2 separate regions of the Sus scrofa genome follow, and region 2 is linked to region 1. A link is a contact called in public HiChIP or PLAC-seq data. All regions are on one chromosome and are shown on one strand. Each heading gives the region's core, a stretch centred on a gene start, on an enhancer-like site or on the middle of the called end of the contact. The rest is flanking DNA. Distances are from core to core; before and after follow the strand shown. Region 1 holds the start of RC3H2 (roquin-2). Region 2 overlaps RABGAP1 (rab GTPase-activating protein 1).

Region 1 (6,509 bases), core at 1,647-4,146:
ATAGAACTTAATTACTCACTTCTGTCTACTGAATAGTGGCCACTAGATAGCTTTATCCTTCATATTGTCAAAGTCTTTAGCCTTTTGGTTATTCTAATTGTAAGAAGATAGTCTGTCAGGAAATTTTTGATTTTCATTAATCTACTTCTTTTTAGATAATTTTTTTCTTGGAAGAGTAGTGGAGCTCTAGAACAGCACTATCCAGAAGAAACACAATATGAAGCACAAGCAATTTAAAGTTTCTAGTAGTCACATTAAAAAAGGGAAAAACAGATGAAATTAATTTTACTAATATGTTTATTTAACCCAATTTATCCAGAATATCATTTCAGGAGGTAATCGATATTTAAAAATTACATTTTACTTCTTTTTTTCTAACTAAGTCTTAAAAAATCTGATGTGTATTTTATACTTATAGCACAGCTCAATTCACACTAGCCACATTTCAAGTGTTCAACTGGCACATATGGCTACTGGCTAGTATTGGACAGTACAAATCTAGAGTACTTAAAATTATAAAGTAACACTCAAACCTAACTTGTATTAAGAATTTGTGGTTAAAGTTACATCTACACTTAGGAACGTTTTCAAAAAACTAAAAAACCTGAAGATCATAAAGATGTCGCCTAACACTTACACGACCAAGTCAAAATATTATTTTTAATTTCCAGCTAGCTTTGTTTTACTACATGCTTCCTTTTTCCATCAATACAAAATGAAACTTCAACTCAGTCCAACCAAAACAATAAACAAGTACTTATTATAAAAAGATCTTGTTGTAAGTTTATTTAGCATTCTTTGATATTGCATACAATGTGGAAGTTTGATTACAGAATATAAAATTCTGTGTTAAAAAAATGATTTCCCCCTCAAAAGGATTTCTGTTGATTTTTTCAAACTGGAAGACACAGTATATTACAAAAGCAGAAAGTGAATTAATGAAAACATATGAACAAAGGACATAAGTCTTCTTATACGTCAGGTTAACCCAACAGTAATAACAGCTCAGGAGCAACTCAAAGAATCCACTGATAAACAATTAAATCCTCAAATAGGAGCCAATTTGAATTATAACATTTGGTATTTCTAAACATGCCCGGAATGTATGTTTAACATTTTGTCATTAGAGCTATTTTCCCAACTCTAGAAATCTGGAAAATTATGAATCTCCAAATCAACAAAAATGCAAAATTGAAAATGGTCTTTGACAGGATGTAAGGGCCTTAATTTCTTCGAGCACTGAATGTGGAAGTAAACAACATAAGAAAGGGAGGTTATGTTAGAACAGTGGTATAATAGCTTTTTAGACAGATAAAAAAATCCACAAACTCCTCTTACTGTTTCAAGAAATAATAACTAAATTTGTGTATTTATAAACAGACTGCATAAAGCTAACTAAAATATTTCTTTCTTTGCTTTTGGACAAAATTATACCAAATTTAGTGTAGCAACATTAGCTTTCTCAGGTTAATCAAAAGTTCCTATTGGAATTTAAAAGTTTGACTAATATAAAAATGGAAAAAAGATTACTTAAGCACTTTATTTGGGAAAGAAAGTTATTCTAATCACAGCTGGTGGGAGGAGAGTAGGAATTAAAAAGAAGGGGCCTAAGTGAAGAGTAGGAATTAAAAAGGAACCTAGGTAGTTATTTAAAAAAAAAAACAGGGTGGGAATCACGAAATTAGATTTACTTTATGTCAGTGATAACTTGAGACTATTTTAGTGTCAAGGTTCTATCTACCGGTATCTTAAACTGTTCTGCGATCTGAAGGATGGAAATGACAGCTACCCCCATCTTCTCTCCTCCTGAAAGCTAAGAACAGAGAAAAGTAGAGCTGCCTGTAAGAAACAAAGATGCTTTCTACCATTCTTCTAAGATGGTGGAAGAGTCTCCTTAAGAGGCTTCCCCAAGAAAGAAAAATGAAAGAGGGAAAGCAAACCATAGCAGAATTCCCTGACTGTTTCATGCTATTGCTCCGTCACAACCACTGTGCAACCCCTCTGGTCCGGCCCTCTCCCTCCCAGGAGGTTAAGCCCTCCCAGGGCATTGTTTGGCCGGGGTCCCTATTTACCACTCAGATCGCCTCCACCATCCCTGCACTACGATCTCGGGAAGCCCCAAGACAGAAAGCCGAAAAGCTAGGAAAGGACTTGGTTTCGAGGACCTTCTTCAACCCTACTAACTGGTGTAGAAAAGGAAGAGTAAAGCCTGGCCTTTACTTGGATGGGTTCCTTAGGGTCAGAAGCGTCCCCTCGGCGGGTGTCGACGGGAGGTGGCCATTTGCGCCGGGCGCTCGGTACTGCAAAAACCCTACCAGGGCGAGGGGCCTCCTCCGGCAGGGGACTTCGGGCCCGATCCGGGTGTCAGGTGCGGCCCTCGGTTCCCAACCCTCCGGGCACCGGCTACGACAACGCACAGGCCCCGGGCTGAAACCGGTCTCCCGCCCGACCGCCGGGAATCGGGGACCCAGGCTGGGGCCCGAGCCGCGTCGTGCCCGCCCCCGCCCTACCTGAGGGGACCCGGGCGGGGTCGCTAAGGGCCGCTCCCGGGAGCCCCGCGACCGCGCGGCTCGGCGACGGAGGCGCCTCGTCTCGCCGGGGCAGAGCTCGGCGGCGGCTTCACGACATCAAACTCCATCGGGAGCTACAGGGACAGCCCCGTTGGCGGCGGCGGAGGCCGCAGCGGGGCCTCCTCCTCCTCCTCCTCCCTCCACCTCCTCCTCCTCCTCCTTCTCCTCCTCCTCCTCACCACGGAGGCGGACCTGAAGGGATCCCGACCTAGCTCTCGCGAGAAGATACTCCCCACCTCGCGCGAGATCACGCAAGACCGGGAGTTAGGGAGGTGGAAGGGAAGCGTAGTAGCCCCCGCCACCTGGACTGCGCATCAGCTTCCCTCTGGTCGGCAGAGCCACCCCTATCACATGACTTGGGAACCCTGGAGCACTGTGGGAGGTACTGTTAGGAGGCCTGGGCAAGCCGAAAGGGTTGATGGGAAACTCCCTGCACATTCTTATGCGCCTTGAGCCAGCCTCCTAGACACCGGTTTGAGCCAGTGTCTGCCTTTGAGGAAGGCATGGTACTGGTGAGCATAATATGATGCATTCTACACACTCTCCCATAATCAGATGCCAACCATATCTCTCAGTCCCTCCACATAGGTGCCAAGCAATCTTCCTATTTTTTTAAAAAAAGTTCATTTGGCTGGCACTAATGCCTTACCGCCTTATTAAAGAGAAACTTCTGAGCTCTTCAGAAGCTGGCAGGGATCAAAATGCAATCACAAATTCTGGCATTAATATCTCAGTAAATATTTGTCGAAGGACTTTTTCTCATACTAAACTGTAAGGTAGGACTTATCGTTTTTATAGATGAAGAAGCAGACTGGGACTAGGGATCAAGGAAGTAATATTAATGGACTATGCTATATGTCGGGTCATGTGTTAGGTAATAAAATTTTAATCTATTTTTCGTGTGCTCATAAATATAATTCTAAAAAGTAGACACTGTGTACTCTGTTACTGAAGGGAAATTGAAAAACACAGATTAAGAAGGTACCCATTAATTATAATTAAACTCAAGGCACTTTTCAGTGTGAAACCAGATGTCCAACAAAAATGTCTATGGAAATAGACCCACCACAAATCAGAAGTCATATGGAAAAGCAGTTTATAGACCAAAATGATTTTAAAAATATGTAAATGGTTATTACTGCCTGGATGACAGAAATATCAGTGTTTAAAAAAAAATTCAATGGCCACATCAGAGACTTTCTTACATGCATTTTTATCCTTGTCATTCTCTTTATGAAATATACACCAATCTAAGAGAAAGTTTCCCAACAGTGATTCATTTGGTTCACTGCTTTCCATTCAACTAGCGAGTAATGGGTATATGTATATATATTTTTTCATTCTTCTGGACGATAATAAGATTTTTCAAAGGTGACCTGATCACATTTAAAATTTAAACTTCAATTCTCCTTCCATGGCACTACTTATCTCTGCTTTATTTTTCTCCAGTCCATTTTCAAAATCTGACATAGTACATGGGTTTTGTTTTTTTATTGTTTGTCCCCCTCCAGTACGGTATGTTTCATGAGAGTAGAGAATTTTGTCTGTATACTTAACTCCTAATACAGGTATATCCTGTAAGTCTCTGTAAATATTTCTTGAATGAATGATTAAGTGAATAGCCAAGAAAAATAGTCTTTAAAGTTTACAGCTGTTCCTGTCATGGCACAGCAGAAATGAACATGACTAGAAACCATGAGGTTGCAGGTTCGATCCCTGGCCTCACTCAGTGGGTTAAGGATCTGGAGTTGCCAGGAGCTGTGGTGTAGTTCACAGACATGGCTTAGATCTGATGTTGCTGTGGCTGTGGAATAGGACATCAGCTACAGCTCCAATTGCACCTCTAACCTGGGACCCTTTATGTGCCATCGGTGCGGCTCTAAAAAATAATAATAAAGTTTACAGATGTAGGAGTTCCTCTGTGGTGCAGTGGCTTAAGGATGCAGTGTTGTCACTACAGTGGCTTGGGTGGCTGCTGTGGTGTGGTTTCATTCCCTGGCCTGGGACCTTCCACATGCTATGGGCATGGCAAAATAATAATAATAATAATAATAATAATCACACATGTAGACAAAGCTCTCCATTCCCATCTCCAGTTTATTATTTCTTATGTAAACATATAAGATAGTTACATTCAGGGAAAGGGGGCAAAGATTTTCTCTTACACCAAAGTAACAAATGTCTTTCCAAAATCTTTTATACATAAACCCAGTAAATAAAGAAGCTGAACCAAAACACACTGCATTTTCTCCCATCGTATTAGAAACACAAACGACTAAAAGTGAATGTTTTAAATGCATAAATTCAATACTTACTTTGCCAAAACCTGCATTTTAAAAAATATTTCATTTTCCTGAAACTGTTTAGACACATCATGCAAACAGACACTCTCCTAGGAATGTTTTGCGATCACTCTGTGCTAGTGAGCAGGAATAAATAATAATAAATAACAACCACCACTTTCACAAAACACCCCTTCCCCCCAAGCAAAAATCTCAAAGTGCTTACAAAAAATTTCACAAGAATCTGACAAGGCACACATAAAACATAAACATAGTACAACCATACTTTTTTTCAAACATCAAAGGTAGTCAATACCAATCCCCCCCCAAAAAAAGTTCATTATTCTTTTATTCTCCCCTCCCACTTCCTTCACTCCCCCACAAAATTTCATCCTAGGAAGCAAAAATAAGAAAAGTACTAAAATCACAAACTATTTCTGAAAGGGAAATGTTCTTATGTCCATAAATGGACAATCATAGGTCAAAAGGGAAAGAAAATTGAGCACTGTGCTATCAATGTTTTCCAGGGGAAGAACACTACTCAATTTAGAAAAATTCTGTCTCCAATGGAGTACCCACATAACAACATTCATAAAGACACAGAACTCTCCTCTTGCTTCTCCCTCTTTCTCTGTTCTTAGGAACTCAGGTTTAAATATAAAATGAAGAGGATTTTAGACTTGGAAATGATCTTACAAATTATCAAAATCAAAGCTGGGAGTTCCCGTTGTGGCGCAGTGGTTAACGAATCCGACTAGGAACCATGAGGTTGCGGGTTCGGTCCCTGCCCTTGCTCAGCGGGTTAACGATCCGGCGTTGCCGTGAGCTGTGGTGTAGGTCGCAGACGCGGCTCGGATCCCGCGTTGCTGTGGCTCTGGCGTAGGCCGGTGGCTACAGCTCCGATTCAACCCCTAGCCTGGGAACCTCCATATGCCGCGCGAGCGGCCCAAGAAATCGCAACAACAACAACAGCAGCAGAAAGACAAAAAAAGACAAAAAAAAAAAAAAAAGTTTAAAAAAAATCAAAGCTGTTGTTCTTTTACATACATATTTAAGAAAAGCTCAAGGAGAGATGACCCACCCCATGTCACTAACTAGTGACCTGGGAGTTACGAAGTTGCTTTATCAAATATGAGAGCTGGATTTTTTTAAAGTCTCTTTCATAGTTAAAAAAACTATAAAGAATATATTTTTCACAGAAGTATCACAAAGAGGGTATTTAACATTTATATCAATTGACACGTGATTCATCACAAAATTCATATAAATGATACAAAGTATATTACATTTTAAAATGCAGAAGGGCTTCCACAGAAACTAAACATAGCATAAATTCTAAATAAAGCTGAGGTGCGTAGAGGAGGAACAGAACATCTTGAAATAAGATGTATCCAGTCAGGCTTTTTAACTAAAAGTAGTTCCTGTGTTTTAGAAAATATGAATTTGTCCTGAAATATATTTTAGCCTTTGTTATAACAACACAAAAAATGTTGTTATATGTGGACACAGATATTAGAGAGCAATGGCTCATAACACAATCTGAAATATTATTCTCAGTAAAATTACACAATGATGGTTTTGCTTTTGGCACATTTCTGGAAATACAGAATAAAACTCTAGGGAGGGATAGGAGTTTTGTCAACACATAGTAAAGAAA
Region 2 (6,507 bases), core at 1,368-3,867, 72 kb after region 1:
TAAAGTTTTCTTCTTGAAAAATCCGACATTATTTTGGTTGCAAAAAGTTGCCAAGCTTTAATAAGATAGTAGTTACAGAAGTCCTTCTTTCTCACTTAGTACTGTGTAAACAAATCTCAGTTTCTGATACTGTTTTAGAGTCAGGTAATCTTGGCCTCTGAAATGCAGATCTTTTATTCAGGAAGAGTTACTGAGCCACGAACATACAGTTTAATTAAGGGGATTAGAGTGGTCCTGGGGGAGACACTTAAGTAAATATGTCATCGTGACAAAATTCATCAAGTGCTAGAATATAGATGTAAGCAGAATTATATGAGAACATGGTTGTTGCATGAAGAAGGAAAGAAAGGTTTTCATAGAGTTGGTAAAAATTCAGCCTTGAGGAGTGATTAAGAATGTCCCAAAGAAGTGGGTCTGTGACATATGGAAAGACCAAGAAGCTTGAAAGGCCCTAGAGTCAGGACCACTGCTTACAGTAGAATTGAATATGCTTGCTTTTCTTTTTCTACTAAGATGCAAATAGTCTTTTTGTCATTTTTTTCTCTAATTATAAAAATAATGTATACTTGATACAGAAAATTGAGACAGTAAGAAAAGTAGATAAAACCTAGCCCTAATCCCATTATTTAGCAAAACCATCTTAAATATTTTGGGTCCTTCAGTTGTCTTTTTAGGATGAATTCACAAGGTTCTACTCCTTTCCCTTTCCCCTTTTAAATGTTAATAATTCCTAATTTGTTTTTCTTCTTTCCTTTATACAGTAAGATAAAGAAACAGATAATAACAGGTGCAGTTTATAAATGACACGCAAAGTGATTTAGTGACTTCTCAAAGATCACAGGAAGAATATGTTAGTAGATTTGAAATTAGTCACTGTACTTTGCAGTATCCAAACTGGACTTCTGGTTCTTTTCTACCTTGCTTTCTGATGCAACTGAGATTTATATACTTGTTTTTGAAATGGTTCAGCTTTTTACCCTGAAGCTGAGCAAAATTATTTAGTTTGAACCATTTGCATTTGCATTTTCACTGCAGTATTGCACAAGTAGTGGGATTATAGATCATCAGGAATTTGTCTTTAATTTTCTGATCATCTGTGGACTTCTCTAGCACACACTTTGATTTCCTAAGCATGCTTTCCTGAAGACATAAAATCGCTGCTGGAAAAGCGTCTCAAACTGCCTGCAGTACCTTGTATACTGGCAAGTTAAGTAGCGCCTAGTTGATATTGTTGCAGTGAAGGGAAACAGGAGCTGTAAAGTTAGAAATAGAAAACTAAGACCAAGAAATGACTCTGGATATTGCCTTTGTAACATTTTGTCCTTTGGGTCTATAAATGCACTTTTGTAGCAATTTGTACTGTGAAAGTTTGATATTATTTAGGAAGGACAGATGTTATTCCAGTAATGTTTCTTTTGCACATGAGTAGTTGGTATGCTTTTTAGTTTTCTTGGACCAAGGAAAGTGGAAGAATTACTTTTTAAATTATTGTTTGCTTTACTTAACTTCAACTCTAGACTTGGACCAGAGTTTTATTAAGAAATAGTTGAAAGTTGGGTGGGGAGATACTCTTTTGGATGCTTATTAGTTGGCAGGTACTGTGATGTGAAAAGTGAGGTAAACCCTAAAAATCACATGATTCAGTGTTTGTAATATAAATAATAAATGTCCAGTGATCACATTATTAAATCATTGAACCCTCATGGCAGTCCTGTGAGATGGATGTTATTCCCATTTTAGAGATGAGACAGTCGTAGCTACCAAAGGTTAATTTGACCATAACCAACAGAGTTAATGTCAGAGCCATATCCCAAAGTCAGATCTGTCTTACTGTGGAGACAAGTAGGACTACTAAGTTCAATTGCATAGGCTACACTCTGTGCAACCCTCAGGGGCTACTATTCACATGGTCTGTGATGTGAACGGTGCCACCCTGTGGTGTGCCACAAGTCAACTCTCGTCCCAGTTTTTTTGTCCTTGTTTTACTACCACTGTACTTTGTAAGTAGAATTATGAATAAATCATTCAATGATCAGTCTCTGTCCTTGTAAACATTCATGTCTATATAGTAGCTGCTAAATTGGCTGCTTAAATACTTCTGTTTTTTTCTATCTTTTAAGGACTTTTTTTTTGTTGTTTTTTTTTTTTTTGTTTGTTTGTTTCTTAGGGCCGTACCCGAGGTATATGGAGGTTCCCAGGCTAGGGATTGAATCAGAGCTGTAGCTGCCAGCCTACAGCACAGCCACAGCCAACACAGGATCTGAGCTGCATCTGTGACCTACACCACAGCTCATGGCAACACTGGATTCTTAACCCACTGAGCGAGCGAGGCCAGGGATCAGACCTGCATCCTTATGGATGCTAGCCAGATTTGTTTTCCACTGAGCCATGATGAAAACTTGAGGACTTTTTAATTTTATTTTATTTTATTGGCGTATAGTTGACTTACAGTGTTGTGTTAGTTTCAGAAGAACTACAAAGTAAATCAGTTATGCATATGCATATATCTGTTCCTTTTCAGACTATTTTCCCATATAGGTCACTACAGAGTATTGAGTAGATTTCCCTGTGCTGTACAGTAGGTCTTGGTTTTTCATCCATTCTATATATAGTAGTGTATGTGTCAATCCCAACTTCCCATTTTATCCCTCCCCCCAGCATTTCCCCTTGTTAACCATAAGTTTGGTTTTAAAGTCTTTGAGTCTGTTTGTTTTTTATGTTCTTCTGAATTATTTTTTATTAGAGTCCACATTTTGGTGATCTCATATTTGTCTTTCTCTGACTTCACTTAGTATGATAATTTCTTGTTTCATTTTTTATGGCTGAGTAGTATTCCATTGTATGTATGTATCACATCTTTTTTAATTTTATTGGAGTGCATGGATTTACAGTGTTGTATTAACTTTTAGTTTGCATTAAAGTGAAGAAGTTATACAAACACGTATAGCCATTCTTTTTTCTGATGTATATGAATTATTATGGAACATTGAGTAGACCTTCCTGTTCTACACAGTAGGTTCTTGTTATCTATTTTATATATGGTAGTGAATGTGTATTAATCCCATCTTCCTAGTTTATCCCTTCCCCCCAGAGTTTTCCCTTTGGTAACCCTGTTTGATTTTGAAGTCTCTGAGTTTGTTTTCCATATATGTGTGTGTCTGTTTGTGATATTATATAACATACATATTATAAATGTTAAGTTTATATGAATATCTCCAAACCTCCTAGGGTAATGAAAATAAAAACAAAGAGGGAGTTCCCGTGGTGGCTCAGTGGTTAACAAATCCGATTAGGAACCATGAGGTTGTGGGTTTGATCCTTGGCCTTGCTCAGTGGGAGTTAAGGATCCGGCGTTACCATGAGCTGTGGTGTAGGTCGCAGGCATGGCTTGGATCCAGCGTTGCTGTGGCTCTGGCATAGGCCGGCGGCTACAGCTCTGATTCGACCCCAGCCTGGGAACCTCCATATGCCACAGGAGCAGCCCAAGAAAAATGGCAAAAAGATAAACAAACAAATAAATAAATAAATAAAATAAAAACAAAGATAAACAAATGGGGCTTAACTAAACTTTACCTTTTGCACTGCAGAGGAAACCATAAACAAAACCAAAAGACAGCAGCCTACAGAATGGGAGAAGATCTTTGCAAACAAAACGACCCACAAGGGATTAATCTCCAAAATAGACAAACATCTCATACAGCTTTATAATAAAAAAAGCCGAACAATCCAGTCAAAAAATGTTCAGAGGAGCTAGACATTTCTCCAAAGACAGAGGCCCAAAAGCACGTGAAAAGATGCTCAGCATCACTCATTATTAGAGAAATACAAATCAAAACTACAGTGAGATGTCACCTCACACCAGACGAAATAGCCATCATCAGAAAGTCTACAAACAATAAATGTTGGAGAAAGTATGGAGAAAAAGGAACCTTCCTACACTTTTAGTGGGAATGTAAATCGGGTGCAACCACTATGGAGAATAGTATTGAGGTTCCTTTAAAAACTAAATATAGAACTAGCATATGATCTAGCAGTCGCACTCCTGGGCAGATATCCAGAGAAGACCATAATTCAAAAAGATAATGCACCCCAGTGTTCATTGCAGCACTCTTTGCAATAGCCAAGACATGGAAGGGCTGTTTTGAAGAATTCTCCTCTCCTCTTCTTAAAGGTTACATGGAGGCGGACGCAGATCTAAACATGGCCCTTGGTTATATTATCCATATGTGTCTGCTTTTTTTTTTTTCTTTTTCTTTTTTTTATGACTGCACCTGCAGCATATGGAAGTTTCCAGGTTAGGGGTTGAATCGGATCTACAGTTGCCAGCCTGCACCACAGCCACGGCAACTCAGGATCTGAGCCTGTCTGTGACCTACACCACAGCTCATGGCAACACCATATCTTTGATGCACTGAGCAAGGCCAGGGATTGAACCTGCATCCTCATGGATATTAGTTGGGTTTGTTTCTGCTGAGCCACAACAGAAACTCCTGCTTTTTTGTTTTTATATCTGTGCTAAATTAAGTTAGAAGTCTTTTTTGGAGTTCAAAATCAAATTTGTTATTTGTGTTTTGCAGCAGGCTGTTTGGTCCTGCCCAGTAGTCTCATGGTAAAGACTTTGCATAGACTCCTCCCTTTCCTGGAAAGCCCTCCTCTCTTTCGTCTCTGTACTCTTAGAAACCAAGCTTAAATTCTCTCAGCTCCTCTGGTAGATCTTAAGCCTGATATATAAGGTTTAATCACTCTCTTCTTAGGGAGTGCTACCATACCAGTAGCATACATGTTTTTTCTAGTAGTGCTACTTGTTTTAGAGAATATTTGTTTAGTGGCTCCCTTCAGCCAGACTGGGCATTATTAGATAGCAGAGGCCATTTCTTAAATTATCCTTATATTCCCAAGGCTTCTGACAGCACCAGGTACAGAGTGTATCTATAGTACATGTCTAATGAACTGAATTTATAAATCCCAAGAATAAGAGCCAAAGTAGCATTGTTTCATCCAATTTGAATATTGGCTCTTCTGTAGATCTTGGTTTAGTGATAGAAAAGGAAATCTGAATGATTTATTTTAGCTTTGTTAACTACTTAAACTTTATTTTACTTAAAACAAAAATAAATACCATCATTTACTCCTAAGGTGTATAATTCTTTGTTTTTGTTTTTTTGTGGGTTTTTTTTTTGGCTGCACCTGCAGCTTGCAGTATTTCTGGGGCAGGGATTGAACCCACACCACAGTAGGGACAATTCCCAAGTCTTAACTTTAACCTGTTAGGCCACCAGAGAACTCTAGGTGTATAGAATTCTGTGAACTTCTTTTCTTGTCTTTTTACGGCTGCACCCCCGGCATATAGAAGTTCTCAGGCTGGGGTCCAATTGGAGCTGCAGCTGCTGGCCTACACCACAGCCACAGCAACAGCAACACAGAATCTGAGCTGTGTCTGCAGCCTACACCACAGCTCACAGCAATGCCAGATCCTTAACCCACTGATCGATGCCAGGGATCAAACCTGCATCCTCATAGATGCTAGTCAGATTTGTTTCTGCTGAGTCATGATGGGAACTCCCTCTCTGAACTTTAAAGAATGTAGACTTTTATGTAACCATCACCACCACCACAATCAAGATACAGAATATTTTCATTACTCCAAAATGTCCCTTTATAGTTTCTTTTAGTCTTTTCCCTCCCCAGCCTTGGCAGTCAGTGATCTGAATCCTGTCTCTGTAGTTTTGCTTTTTCCAAAAATGCCATATAAATTGAATCATACAGTATATATAGCCTTTCATGTCTGACTTATTTAAAATAATACTTTTAGGAGTTCCCATCATGAGTTTAGAACACAACATAATGTTCATGAGGATGTAGGTTTAATCCCTGTTACCTCTCAGTGGGATAAGGATCTAGTGTTGTTATAAGTTGTGGCATATGTCACAGGTGTGGCTTAGATCGGGCGTTGCTGTGGCTGCGGCGTAGACCTGCCACTGTAGCTCCAATTCGACCCCTAGCTGAGGAACTTCCATGTGCCCTAGGTGCAGCCGTAAAAAGAAAAAAAAAATTTAATTAAAAAAAATAAAGCCTTTGAGATTTATCCATGTTATTTTAGTGTTAATAATTCATTCCTTTTTATTGCTGATGAGTAGTCCTTTGTATAGCTATATGGTAGTTTATCCATTCACTAAACAAAGTAGATAAACATTTACTTTGTATTCAGTTTTTAGCAGTTATGAATAATGCTGCTATAAACAAAAACAGCTCTTTATATAGACGTATATTTTAATTTTCTTTGGGTAAATAGGAATGAGTCATAGGTAAGTGTATGTTCAACTTTATGAAATTTACATAAAGCGAATGTACTATTTTGTATTCCCACCAGCAATGCATGAAAGGTTTTCAGTTGCTCCACTTCCTTGTCATCCTTGCTGTTGTCAGGATTGTTTTATTTTTAATTTTAGCCCTTCTTATAGATGTACAGAGGCATCCTATTGTGGTTTCATTTTTCCTACTGGTTGA

Evidence for each region. HiChIP or PLAC-seq counts read pairs in DNA pulled down with a chosen protein or histone mark.
Region 2: a contact with region 1 is called in an H3K27ac HiChIP or PLAC-seq map of alveolar macrophages. The contact joins the enhancer-like site here to the promoter of RC3H2 in region 1. A contact is called at or near these places in 1 of 5 promoter capture datasets (liver), 4 of 47 Hi-C or Micro-C datasets (heart right ventricle, liver, psoas muscle and 1 more) and 1 of 2 datasets of contacts at active chromatin or transcription factors (alveolar macrophages).

The regions. Positions count from the first base shown.
Region 1 is chr1:263,819,205-263,825,713 of Sscrofa11.1, forward strand. It overlaps RC3H2 (roquin-2), which reads right to left and starts at 2,897. Exons shown (of 21, transcript XM_013993837.2): 1 at 2,511-2,897. It overlaps ZBTB6 (zinc finger and BTB domain-containing protein 6), which reads right to left. Exons shown (of 3, transcript XM_021068543.1): 3 at 4,650-6,509.
Region 2 is chr1:263,891,429-263,897,935 of Sscrofa11.1, forward strand. The region is part of intron 2 of RABGAP1 (rab GTPase-activating protein 1); the gene reads left to right. Among named protein-coding and RNA genes, the nearest start is that of RABGAP1, 37 kb to the left of the region's middle. Within about 2 kb of position 2,618, at least 1 of the 83 cell types and tissues checked has an H3K27ac peak or open chromatin away from gene starts, as enhancers often do. A contact at or near this core is called in alveolar macrophages, where this site is marked.